Regions from separate parts of the Mus musculus genome. Here region 1 is linked to region 2. A link is a contact called in public HiChIP or PLAC-seq data. All regions are on one chromosome and are shown on one strand. Each heading gives the region's core, a stretch centred on a gene start, on an enhancer-like site or on the middle of the called end of the contact. The rest is flanking DNA. Distances are from core to core; before and after follow the strand shown.

Region 1 (5,721 bases), core at 2,001-4,500, 610 kb before region 2:
AAAAAGGGAGGATCAGAGTGAAAGCATCTGCTTCCCTGTAGTCACCGACCCCTCCGGACACAGCAGGGCATCTACACACGGAACACACAGCAGTCAGTACAGCAACTGCAAACCCTGTCCAAACCCAAGACAGGCCAAACCCCAGAAGAGAAAGAGGAGCTGGGCACACAGTCCCACCCAAGCCACGGAGCTCATGGCAATGGCTAGAGGCTGGAGGAGAGAGATTCTCTAAGCTGCCCACCTCTCCAGAAGAAGACCATCCAAGAACAATTGGGTAGAACGAAATTGGACTAACCCGTGTAGACCAGTTGGACATTATCAGTTCCTTTCTTTGCTTATATCATTTAAAAAAAAAGTGTATATACTCCAATGGTATAGGGATCATAAGTAATTTATAAGATTAAAAATCTTCAAATGGCAACGTTCAGTGAAGAATAAGTGCCGTGCTTTCTCCCAGCAGTGATTCAGTCTAAGGTGTCAGATCGCTGCTTATACCCCCGTCTCGTTTCTTCTATAAACCGTGGGATACCAACTAGAATATCAGTCATCTGTGTTCAAGTTCCGCTCATCACCAGACTCTTATGAAGATCCAAGGATGACAGAGATGAGTTCAGAAGTGAGTCATAAGCTTATTCTTGGAAACTCGGCAGGCAACGCTTGCACGTCTCCTAACTTCCTCTTCGGTTACAGGCACTCATGTCTGCAGCCCGCTTTCTATGTGCTTCAGGGATGGGTTTGTGTGCTCCTCTCCTGCATCCCACCTGCCTGACTGTATGTGCCCATCCCTGGGCTCTCAAATGCAAGTCACAGTGCTGGCCTGGGCTCTGTGTTTTCTTCCACAGTATCTTCTAGACACAAATCTCATTGCAGATTGGATTTCCCCATAACATTGCTGGAAGAGCCACCCACTCAGTACCTTTTCAAGCCCTTTTCCAAGAGCTGCCCCTTCATCAAAGGAGTTCCAAAACAGAATTTTCAGAAAGCGAACACACTTGTGAACCCAGAGCCCAGATCACCTGAAGCACATAGCCAGCGCACCTCATGGGGAAGTTCACTTGAAGCCTAGATTAGATCCCCTCAGAACCTTTCCTCATAATTTGGTATTTTCAGTTTACCTCCAGGACCACAGCAGATGTCATTCTTACAGGGGGTGGAGCAATGGAGTGAATCTATGAGGGAAGCCTGCAGCCCTGATCCTATGACTCACTATTTGATCTTGGATACTTTATTCATCCTTTAATTCTTTTCTTTATCGATGGCTACATGGATGGATAGATGGACGGACAGACAGACAGATGATAGAGAGATCTAGATACAGATTCAGATACAGATATAGAGCCGTAAACTGACCCAGAACTAGCTCCCTAGCTCTGCGTATTTTGCAATATTCAAGTCTCTGCTTCCTGAGTATTAAGATTATAGACTTGGGCCTCCATGCCTGGCCATACTTATTTAATCCTACTGAACTTCATTTACTTTATTTGCAAAAGCATATGAAGGCATTTCTAATTCTTTTCAATTTTCAGGAAAAATAAGCTAAGCCTTGCTGAGAAAATACAAGGTAAAAGAGAACGGGCACAGACTCCCATCAGGTATCATAGATGATGCGCTTCTACTTCTGTCTCCTCAAATCCCATAGCAACAGGGCGGGGAGAGAGTGAAAAGAAAATGATATATAGGAAGAACAGATAAAATTTAATATGTAAATTTACATAAGTTTGGCTATATACAATAGGATTCCCGTCCCCCACCCCCACCCCACCCCAGTGGTAAAAAAAGAAAACATGACATTTTCAGGAAAGTCAATGGACCTGAAAATCATTATGTTAAGCAAAATAAGCCATAAAGACAAATATTACATGCACTTTCCTCTTACATATGCAGCCAAGATTTAAACTTATCTGTGTGTTCTGTGTGAGGGTGGACCATGGAACTAGGAAGGGGGCCAGGCGAGGGAAAGTAGAGATGTTAGGGGATTTCAAACATACAGGGAAGACAACTGAGTGTATGTGGCACGAAGCAAAAGTGGGGATGTCTAGGGGAAGGGAAGGAACCTGCTAGAGGGAGAAAGGGGTGTGTGTGTGTGTGTGTGTGTGTTTGTGTGTGTGTGTGTATGACTGGAGGGGAAGAGGATAATTAGAGCATAAATATAATGATGCATGGATGTAAACATGGCATAATTAAAGTCCATCACCTCATATGCTTACTTAGAAAGTTATTTTTTACTTAAAAAGTGATAGTAGTCAAAGAGAAATGTCTAAATAAATTTAGTAGAGAAGATGGAGTAGGACTAATTAAGCCAGCAACAATATATCAGTGTCCACTAGCAGGTACTATGCAGAACCAATTTGCTGTCTAGAGGCCCCAGGCCACGTTATACCCACGGGAGTGTCCATAGTAAGATGAGGTGAAGCTCAAGTTGAAATCAGGACCAGGACTGTGCTGTGAAGCAGTCAGAAGTCCAGGCTCCCTCCTCCCCTTACCTCACCATCAAGGACCAGAAATGGATTCAGAGAATCACCAGTCTTCTGCAGCCGCAGCAGAAAGTCTGGGGGTGCCGAGAGCCCTAACTCGGAACGGTGTTTTCTACTCTGCCCTCAGAAGAGCGGCCTGACAGAGATGGTGTTAACATCTAGAAGGGTCAGCAAGAAGATCTAAGCAAATGTGGCACATGGCAGCTATGACAGGATTACTAAGAACAAATGAAATACTACTCCTGATAGGTGGTAGCATGGGGAACAGGGAGGTTCCACAGAGCCAAATGTCTCTGCAGAGTCACAGTAAGGCACACCCTGACGGTTGACTTGGCCAGATATGAACCTATCTATGTTCTGCAGTGAGGAAAGTGCCAAGACACAAGCATATACTATGTGCAACCAATCGTTTGGCTTTGGAAGTCCCCACCCCTTCAATGTGGATAAGAAACTAACCTGGACTGCATTCTCCAAAACACTTTCTTTTATGGGGTTTCGTTTTTGTTTTTGTTGTTGTTTTTGTTGGGGGTGGCGGGGAGTCTTAAATTCTGTCCCAACATGCATTCAGGATTTGGAAGGCAGAAGTGAGAGAAAGGTTTGCGGCTGTGGCTCTGGCTGTGGCTGTGGTTGTGGGAGAGGCTGCTGGCAATCAAGGTGTTAGATTGGTAGGAATGTTTGCAGGGAGTGGACTTGTACATTCCAATGTCTATTATGAACCCCTGGGCTGGGCGTGGAACGTTGCAGAGCTAAGAGCAGTGACCTCTGTGTCACATTACTGTGGCGTTGTTCAAATATTGCCCCACTGCACCGGCAGCAGCCGTTTGTTCTTCACCGACTTCTCTGTGTTTAGTCCCTAGAATGGCTATAATCCCATGGATTGAACAGAGACTTAAAAAACAAGCAAAAAATAAAAAAAGAGAGGCCCATTGGACTTGCAAACTTTATATGCCCCAGTACAGGGGAACGCCAGGGCCAAAAAGGGGCAGTGGTGGGTAGGGGATTGGGGGGTGGGTGGGTATGGGGGACCTTTGGGATAGCATTGAAAATGTAAACGAGGAAAATACCTAATAAAAAAAATAAAAAAAAAACAAGCAAAAAAAACCAAAAAACAAACAAAAACAAAAAACCAAAACAACAACAAAAGCCTAACTCTCAACTGATGTTGAGAAATAGAAGAATAAGCTCATTATTTAGACATCTAGAATGGCCCAGGATATGAGTTAGCAGAGGCCAGAAATCAGCCCCAGTGAGTGTGGCTCGTAGTAGGTTATTTCTCCATCAGTAGAATGAGCCATTTCAACCCAGATTAGATTAGATTAAGGGCAGGTTTATTGGGAAGCTGCTCTCAAGCAGGGGAATTCACTGACCCCAAGGAGGGAAACCAGGGAAGTCCCCATGGGGAAGGAAGGGGGCAGGAAAAAAGGGCTGTGTGCATGAATGCGCGAGGGGGGAGGAAGAGACTAAAATGTCTGGATTATATAGGGAAGAGCCTCTGAGAGAAGGAGAGCCCAGCCGTTAGACTGGAAAGTTCATTGTTGAGGCAGAGTATGCAAGGTGGGGACTGAGGGATGCTGGGATAGCCAGGAGGCCAGGTCTGTTTTAATATGTCAACAACTATGCACCTCAGTCCCTTGTCCTGGGTCTGAAACCCAACAGCTACCAAGCTTCTACTCAGGCTGCTCTAAGCATAATGTGGATCCGACCTCCTTCATTTAACACTGTTTTAAGATTAGTGACGGGCTGGTGAGATGGCTCAGTGGGTAAGAGCACTCGACTGCTCTTCCGAAGGTCCGAAGTTCAAATCCCAGCAACCACATGGTGGCTCACAACCACCTGTAATGAGATCTGATGCCCTCTTCTGGTGTGTCTGAAGACAGCAACAGTGTACTTACATATAATAAATAAATAAATCTTTAAAAAAAAAAAAAGATTAGTGACAACATACCACAGGGTTGCTTTCAACATGAGCATACACGTCAGTTCTCTTCCCTAAAAGGCTTCTTGTGTGTCAAGCTTATAGTCTTGAAGTGCCAACAGAAGCAGTATATCCAAGGTGTGGCAGGGTGTCTGACCATCTATTCTTCCATTGTGCTCTAAAAAACAATATAAATGCCATGTAGTGTTAACGCAGACAGAGTGTTTTCATGCTTTCCCACGCTTGCCCATGAAATTCCAGCCATCTTGAGGACACTCTGCGATCACTTTTGGTTCTTCTTCCATGGAATGCACCTCTCATGCTGTCAGCCCACAGAGATTCACCCCAGGAGCTCAGTGGCTTGTCCTGCCTTCAAGGCTCACACCTAAAGTATTAATACATTTATTTCAGAACTCTTGGGTTTGGTGGCTCCATGGTCAGTCCCCTCTGTCTCACAGACCTTCATTATATGTATACTGATAGAATAGAAACATCTTTAAAAGTGTCGTTCTAAATTCCTGCTCTTAGCAAGCCTTGAAATTTTTCTCACAACTTGGCCTCTTTGTCGCAATGCTCAGACCTGAAATCATCCCTCTCCTGGGCTCCACTCCTCACAGGAAGAGGGGACAGAAGGTACAGATAGTCATGCTTTCATGTTACAAAGACAGACTTACAGTCCATACTGAAGAAAAGAGTCCATACAGGCATTGTTAATGTCTTAGCGTGTGCTTGGCGCTAATGGCTTCAGAGTGAGCTCCTCCAGCCCAGAGGACCTGGTGAGTGCACGGCAGATACTAACCTGACCCAGAATTAATGCTGTAAGTAAGTAATGAGAATGAGAAAGGCACAGACAGGGCTGGGGAGATGCTCCATGGGTAATGTGCTTGCCATGCAAGCCCAAGGACCAGAGTTCAGGTCCCCAGAACCCTTGTAAAGTCGGATGCAGTAGCATGCATTTGTAATCCCAGTTTGCTACTGCAAAATAGGGGACAAGCAGGTGTGTGTGAGCCAGCTAGCCTGGTGTACAACAAAGAGGCACTGTCACAAATGGGGAGGAAGGCAAGGCCTGACGCTGAAGGCTGTTCTCTGACATACACATGTCTACCATGGCATATGTATACAGACGGGGGGGGGGGGGGGGAGGGGAAGGGAGAGGGAGAGGAAGGGAGGGAGGGAGGGAGGGAGGGAGGGAGGGAGGGAGGGAGGGAGGGAGGGAGGGAGACAGAGATGGAGAAAATATAAAAGTGCAGACAACACGTGTCTTAAAGACACAGCTGACCACCTGATCAGAAGACTAAAACTGAGCTACAGACCCTGTTCCCCTGCCTTGCC
Region 2 (6,302 bases), core at 1,894-4,393:
GGCCAGCTGCCCATGCTAATTGTTTCCTAAGAAATTGTCTGCCTCTTGACCTCAAGTGACTGGTCTTCAGGTGAATGCAGAGACAAACTCGGTCTGGATTACAGTGGGCAACGTTCCCGTCTTCCTTGTGGTTCTTCTAGACCTAGCGGTCTGTGCTGAGATTTAGACTTCTTTCTGTCTTTTGAGGAGCATAGACTGAACCATATTCTTCTATTAGGGTTGGGCTGCTCTGGTAGCCTTTGCTCCCTCGCTCTCAGTAAGTGGCGAGCTTTTTAAAGGCTAGGAAAGACTTTTCTGTACCAAGGGCACGTGTGGCTGCCCAGTGAAGAGACAGAGATGGGTCTCTGACTTGTAGATTGCAATGTCTTTGAATGACAATCTTGGTTTTTGATAGATAAATGAACATTATTCCTAGTCTCATATAAAAAAATTGGTGAGTGGGCTTTGTTAAAGTGCAGAGGATTTAGAGAGGTGTAAGATCCTATTAGAAATAAGAGATGCCTCCTTATAGTCCCCTTCCTGCTTGCTGAAAAAGATTGTGTAGGATCCGGGAGTAATTGCAGAGAGGTACAAGAATATATGTAAGGACAGCAGACAAGAATAACAAAGTATTTTTGGTTGTGAGCCTAGCCTTTAACGGCTGAGCCATAAACTTTATATGCCTCAGTACTGGGGAGTGCCAGAGCCAAGAAGTGGGAGTGGGTGGGTAGGGGATTTGGGGGGAGGGTCTGGGGGACTTTTGGGATAGCATTTGAAATGTAAATGGAGAAAATACCTAATTAAAAATTAATTAAAGAAAAAAAAAAGAATAACAAAGTAGCCGAGGACTGAGAAAGCTACCAGGGTTTGGCCGAGCTCACATGGAAGAAGACACAGCTGTTTCAAGGTTTCCAAGGTGTGGCTTACCAGGAAACCTGTTCTGTGTAGCAGAGTCTCTCCTCCTTTAGAAGCTATTTAAAAATCAAGTAAATTGCATACGCCTGCCTTTAATCCGGGCGCTGGGGAGGCATTGATAGCCAGGTTTTTGTGAGTTCGAGACCAGCCTGGTCTACAAATGGAGTTCCAGGACAGCCAGAGCCACACAGAGAACCGTTGTCCCCAAACAACGCCCCACCTCCACAAAAAAAAAAAAAAAAAAAAAAAAAAAAAGAAAGAAAGAAAAGAAAAGAAAAGAAAAGAAAAAGAAAAAAGAAAAAGAAAAAAGAAAGGAAAAGGAAAAAACATCAAATAAAGCTGAAGAATAGTTCCCATGGAAACAAGGACATTGCTTTTCTTCTAAGTGATGAAACAGTGCCCCCTAGTGGACTTACTCCAGATAGCAGTGATGATAAAAAATCAGGTGGCATAAAAAGGGACTGTAGGTGAAATGTCACAGGACAGGACAGTCCCTGAAGGAGGGATCCTTCTGTTTGCTGCTGATTCTTAGGAACTCATTAGTTCATGAATGAATTAATCATTAAGCTAATTACTAATCTCTTCTTTCTGGAGAATATTCTATAGTTCACCTATGAGTCAATGTTTTCAAAATCTAGGCATTTTAGAGTTTTGCACCTAGCTCCTGTTGTAAAGTGAGTGGGCTCACACTTCTTGGGAATTAAAGTATTAAAAAAACCCGCTCTGATGGCTTGTAGAATCATCTTCATGGCCATTTTGTTAAGCCTACTTCTTCGAAGTGAGAAAATTGGACCTTTAAGGTAAGGCATGTCTGCAGTCCCAGCCTTGGGTACATAGTGAGTTCTTGGCTAGCCTGGGCTACATGAGTTTCTGCTTCAAAGAGAGAAATAAGATTATTAAGAACAAAAAAAATCAGAAGAGCCTACAATTTTTTTTAGTGACCAGGGAAGAATCCACTCAACAAAATTAAAATTCTATTTTAAATAATTCATTAAAATTCTAAGGTACAAAAAGGTCCTCTCTGAGATTCTTTCTGCCTGGTTTTTGCCCTCCAGATTCCCCTCACGCTGATGTTGAATCCTCATTTGCCCTTCTGGGCACTTGTTAGGCGCTTTCTTTTCTATGAATAGAAGGAATTCTACAAGTTTTTCCTATTGTTTTAAGAATAGATTCTGATGGAAAACATAGCTATTTTAAACATCACAATATGCTTTTAATTCCTAACAAAAATGGCAGCACTTTCCAGAGTGTGTGTGTGTGTGTGTATGTGTGTGTTTGTGAGGATCTCTTTGGTATGTTGAACTGGTAGTTTCTATAGGAGCCCTGTCAATTCTAATTGATGGTTTGATTGATTTCCTTGTTTGTTTTGTGACACAGGACTTTGCAGCATGGACTGATCTTTATTTATAATGACTCTGTCTCCAGCTTTCCCCTGCTTGGATTACAGTCACATGACATGCTTGACTGTCAACAGCTTCTTTCTTTAAACAAAGTCATTTAAACTTTCGTTTTTATATTTATGTAGTGTGCATGTGTGCGTTTTATTTGTAGTCAGCTCATGTGTCTTTTTATGTGTCTGTGTGTTCACATGTGGGTGCACGTGTGATTTGTGTACCTGTGGGCTGCAGTGCACATGTGGAGGTCAGAGGACTATTCGTAGAAGTTGGTTCTCGACTTCCACCTTGTGGTTTCTGGTGATTGATCTCAGGTCATCAAGTTTGGCAGCCAGCAAAACCCTTACCCACTGAGTCATCCTGCTGGCCTGTGGCTGTCAACCTCCAAATTAGACAATACATTTATGTTTGCACAGTGTACTGTCTAGTTTTGTGTCAACTTGACACAGCTGGAGTTATCACAGAGAAAGGAGCTTCAGTTGAGGAAATGCCTCCATGAGATCCAACTTTAAGGCATTTTCTCAATTAGTGATCAAGGGGAAAGGCCCCTTGTGGGTGGGACCATCCCTGGGCTGGTAGTCTTGGGTTCTATAAGAGAGCAGGCTGAGCAAGCCAGGGGAAGCAAGCCAGTAAAGAACATCCCTCCATGGCCTCTGCATCAGCTCCTGCTTCCTGACCTGCTTGAGTTCCACTCCTGACTTCCTTTGGTGATGAACAGCAGCATGGAAGTGTAAGCCGAATAAATCCTTTCCTCCCCAACTTGCTTCTTGGTCATGATGTTTGTGCAGGAATAGAAACCCTGACTAAGACACACAGTAAATCGTAGCCACAGGTTCCCATTTTGTGGTCTGTTGGCTTTGTGAGGCTCCAGTGCCTTCGTAACTGCCACCACCATAGCAGCAAACACAACTGCAGGCATCTGACATGTGCATCAAATGTTTATTTGGGAATGGAACACTCTTCCGCACACGAGACATTTTGTGTGTTCCTTTACATTAAAAAAGAACAAAAACCCAAATGTTTATCTACCCATTACCAAGACCAATTTTTTTTATCAATTTCTTTATTTTCTTCTTCAGAAAATGATAAAGAGGAGCAATATAGTTAGTAATTCAAACAAGACTCTTATGAAACAGAAACTATGGTGGGAATTAGAGGAACATCCAATTGCTTAGGACATCGGTGGCACAGAGTCTACCAAGGAATGGTGACATTTTCAAGTTGATTCTATCAGAACATATACGAGGAAGATAAAATTATCTTCCAAATATAACCAGCACAGCTCACTCTCAACATTGTTTACAATGCAAAGTGATGGGATTAGGTTTCGGAGGTTCCAGAGGCCCGAAGCTCCATGCTGTAAACCAGGTCTCCGTGGGGACTGGCGGGTGGGACACCACGTGACATGGGGACTCTAGACCATAATGAAGAAACCTACTCAGGAGTAGCTTCCAATGAGAAGAACTCCAAAAGGAAAGCGCCTAGTGCAACCTTTGAACACATTCTCTTCGTGGGAATACAGTATTTTGTGGTCAGATATCATAAAGTGTATTATCTTGTTCTCGAGACACGGTCTTGGGGCTTAGTCAGGCAGGGACTGACTCACTCGGTATGATTTAGCCATGTGTGGAGCAATTGCTGATGCAGTTCCACTAACACTCTAAGATCCCTGGGAGGAAGAAATAGAGACTTTGAAACCCCTCGTGTTGGCAATATGATTTTGGCCGTAATTTAAAGATTGGGAAAGCATTCTGAGATTGGTAGAAGGGTTTGGCTATTTTGGCATAAAGGCTGATAAATGCATCTTTAAGATTTTTAAGTTTTTCACTGGTGGTGATACATGCTTTTAAACCCCAGAACCTAGGAGGCAGAGGCATGCAGATCTCTGTAAATTTAAGGTCAGCCTGGTCTATAGGTTGAGTGGACAGCCAGGGCTACACAGGAAAAACCTTGTTTCAAAAACAAAACAAAACAAAATACAACAAAGCAAAAAATGTATCTAAGTTTTTCATTTATATTATTCTAAAGTCACATGATAGTAAACAGGATGTGACTGACAGCATCAATAAACACGGAGGGGAGACATTGCACAGGCCTGTACTACTAGACAAAGATATAAATAAGACCAGTATGGGCTGATGAGAGTGGGAGAATCAGACTTCTTCAGGGGCAGGCCCCCTAAGTGGTTATCCAAAGCCAAGTGATCAGACACATACAAGCAGAACTAAACAAATATCAGGGGGCCCAACTCTCTCTCTGTATGTATATGTGTACATACATGTGTATGCAACAATCACAACTAAAAAAAAAACAGCTGTGAATTTGAGAGAGAGCGAAGGGAACAGGGGAAATGTTGGAGAAAGAAAAGGGAAGGGGGAAGTGATGTAATGGTGCTTTAATTAAAAATAAATTAATTAAGGGCTGGAGAGACGGCTCAGTGATTAAGAGCAATGACTGCTTTTTCCAGAAGTCCTGAGTTCAACTCCCAGCAACCACATGGTGGCTCACAACTATCTGTAATGGGATCTGATGCCCTCTTCAGGTGTGTCTGAGGGAAGCTACAGTGTACTCATATACATTAAATAAATAAATAAATCTTTAAAAAATAAATAAATTAAAAAATTGTATGGCAGAAGAATATTTTGTAAAATGGAGTAATGTTTGTGTTTTACCTGTATGAACCCAACTGATTGAAAAAAAAAGTAGATAATGAAATTACATAGGAAAAATTGCAAAGTTAGACATGTTCTTTGTTTGTTTGTTTGTTTGACACAGGGTTTCTTTGTGTAGCCCTGGCTGTGCTGGCCTGGAACTCAGAGATATACATACTGCAGCCTCTGCCACTTGAGTGCTGGGATTAAAGGTATGTGCCACCACCACCTGGTTTAGAAATATAACTTTTTTTTTTTTTTTAGGTTTTTCTGTGTATCAGCTTTTGTGTTTAAAAAAAATGAGAGAAATCACAGATCTTACCTTTTCCTTTTAAACTTTTAAGAAAAAATTATGTATGTATTTATTTATTGTATATGAGTGCTCTAGCTGCATGTACACCTGCATGCCAAAAGAAGGCATCAGATCCCATTATAGATGGTTGTGAGCCACCATTGGTTGCTGGGAATCGAACTCTGGTCCTCTGTAAGCAGAGCTATATTGTGAGGTCTTAATACCCCCACCCCCAAACTCCCCAAAGTAAACAAAACATTTTTAGGCATGGTAGTTTAAACTAGTAACCCCAGCACTTGAGAAGCAGAAACAGGAGGATTTCTACCAGCTGGAGGCCAGTCTGGTCTACATAGCAAGACTCTGTCTCTAAGGACCACAAAACATAATATTAAAAAAATGCTTAGTTGAGTGACTGGCATAAATGGTCACTTGTTTTTTTTTTTGGGGGGGGGGCGTTGTTTGTGGTCTTTTGTTTTGTTTTATTTTTGTTGTTTTGAGGCAGAGTCTCTCTGTGTGTAACAGTCCTGAGTGTCCTGGAACTTCTATGTAGACCAGGCTGGCCTCCAATTCACAGAGATCTTCCTGCCTCTCTGCCTCAAAACCTGGAATTAAAGCTGTGTGCCACCACCCCTGGCTGATAATAACTATTTTTTTTAATGACTAGCATAATATTTAAAAGATAATTTATTTCTTTGCTGTACTATTTTATTTTTTGAGATCAAGTTTCATGTAGACCGGCCTGAGCTTAGGCTACTTATTAGCCGAAGATGATTTTAGAACCCCGGATCTTTTATGAGTGCTCTATCTGCATGTACATCTGCTTTCCACCCCATTGTGCTGCAGTCCCAGGCCCACCACTATGACTGGTTTTATCCACTCCTGGATTCCATTCCTGTGGAATTCTAGCTCCTCATATTCAAAACCATGGTTGTAGGTATTTTAAGGTATTCGTAGCATTAAATTCTTCTAGATGTCTTCTGTACTTCGGGGGTTTGAAGTTCCATAAAAAGTACAGTGAAATGGCGACCTTGTTTTTCTCTCCTCTCTTCTGTACCTCATTTTATTACAAAC

The links. HiChIP or PLAC-seq counts read pairs in DNA pulled down with a chosen protein or histone mark.
Region 1: a FOXA1 HiChIP or PLAC-seq map of pancreatic cancer cells shows a contact between it and region 2. The contact joins two enhancer-like sites.

The regions. Positions count from the first base shown.
Region 1 is chr3:127,927,565-127,933,285 of GRCm38.p6, reverse strand. 9830132P13Rik (RIKEN cDNA 9830132P13 gene) reads right to left here. Exons shown (of 5, transcript NR_040552.1): 3 at 4,420-4,567. Among named protein-coding and RNA genes, the nearest start is that of 9830132P13Rik, 14 kb to the right of the region's middle. Within about 2 kb of position 3,250, at least 83 of the 459 cell types and tissues checked have an H3K27ac peak or open chromatin away from gene starts, as enhancers often do. A contact at or near this core is called in pancreatic cancer cells, where this site is marked.
Region 2 is chr3:127,318,087-127,324,388 of GRCm38.p6, reverse strand. All of the region lies in intron 1 of Ank2 (ankyrin 2, brain), which reads left to right. Among named protein-coding and RNA genes, the nearest start is that of Gm52631, 65 kb to the left of the region's middle. Within about 2 kb of position 3,143, at least 32 of the 459 cell types and tissues checked have an H3K27ac peak or open chromatin away from gene starts, as enhancers often do. A contact at or near this core is called in pancreatic cancer cells, where this site is marked.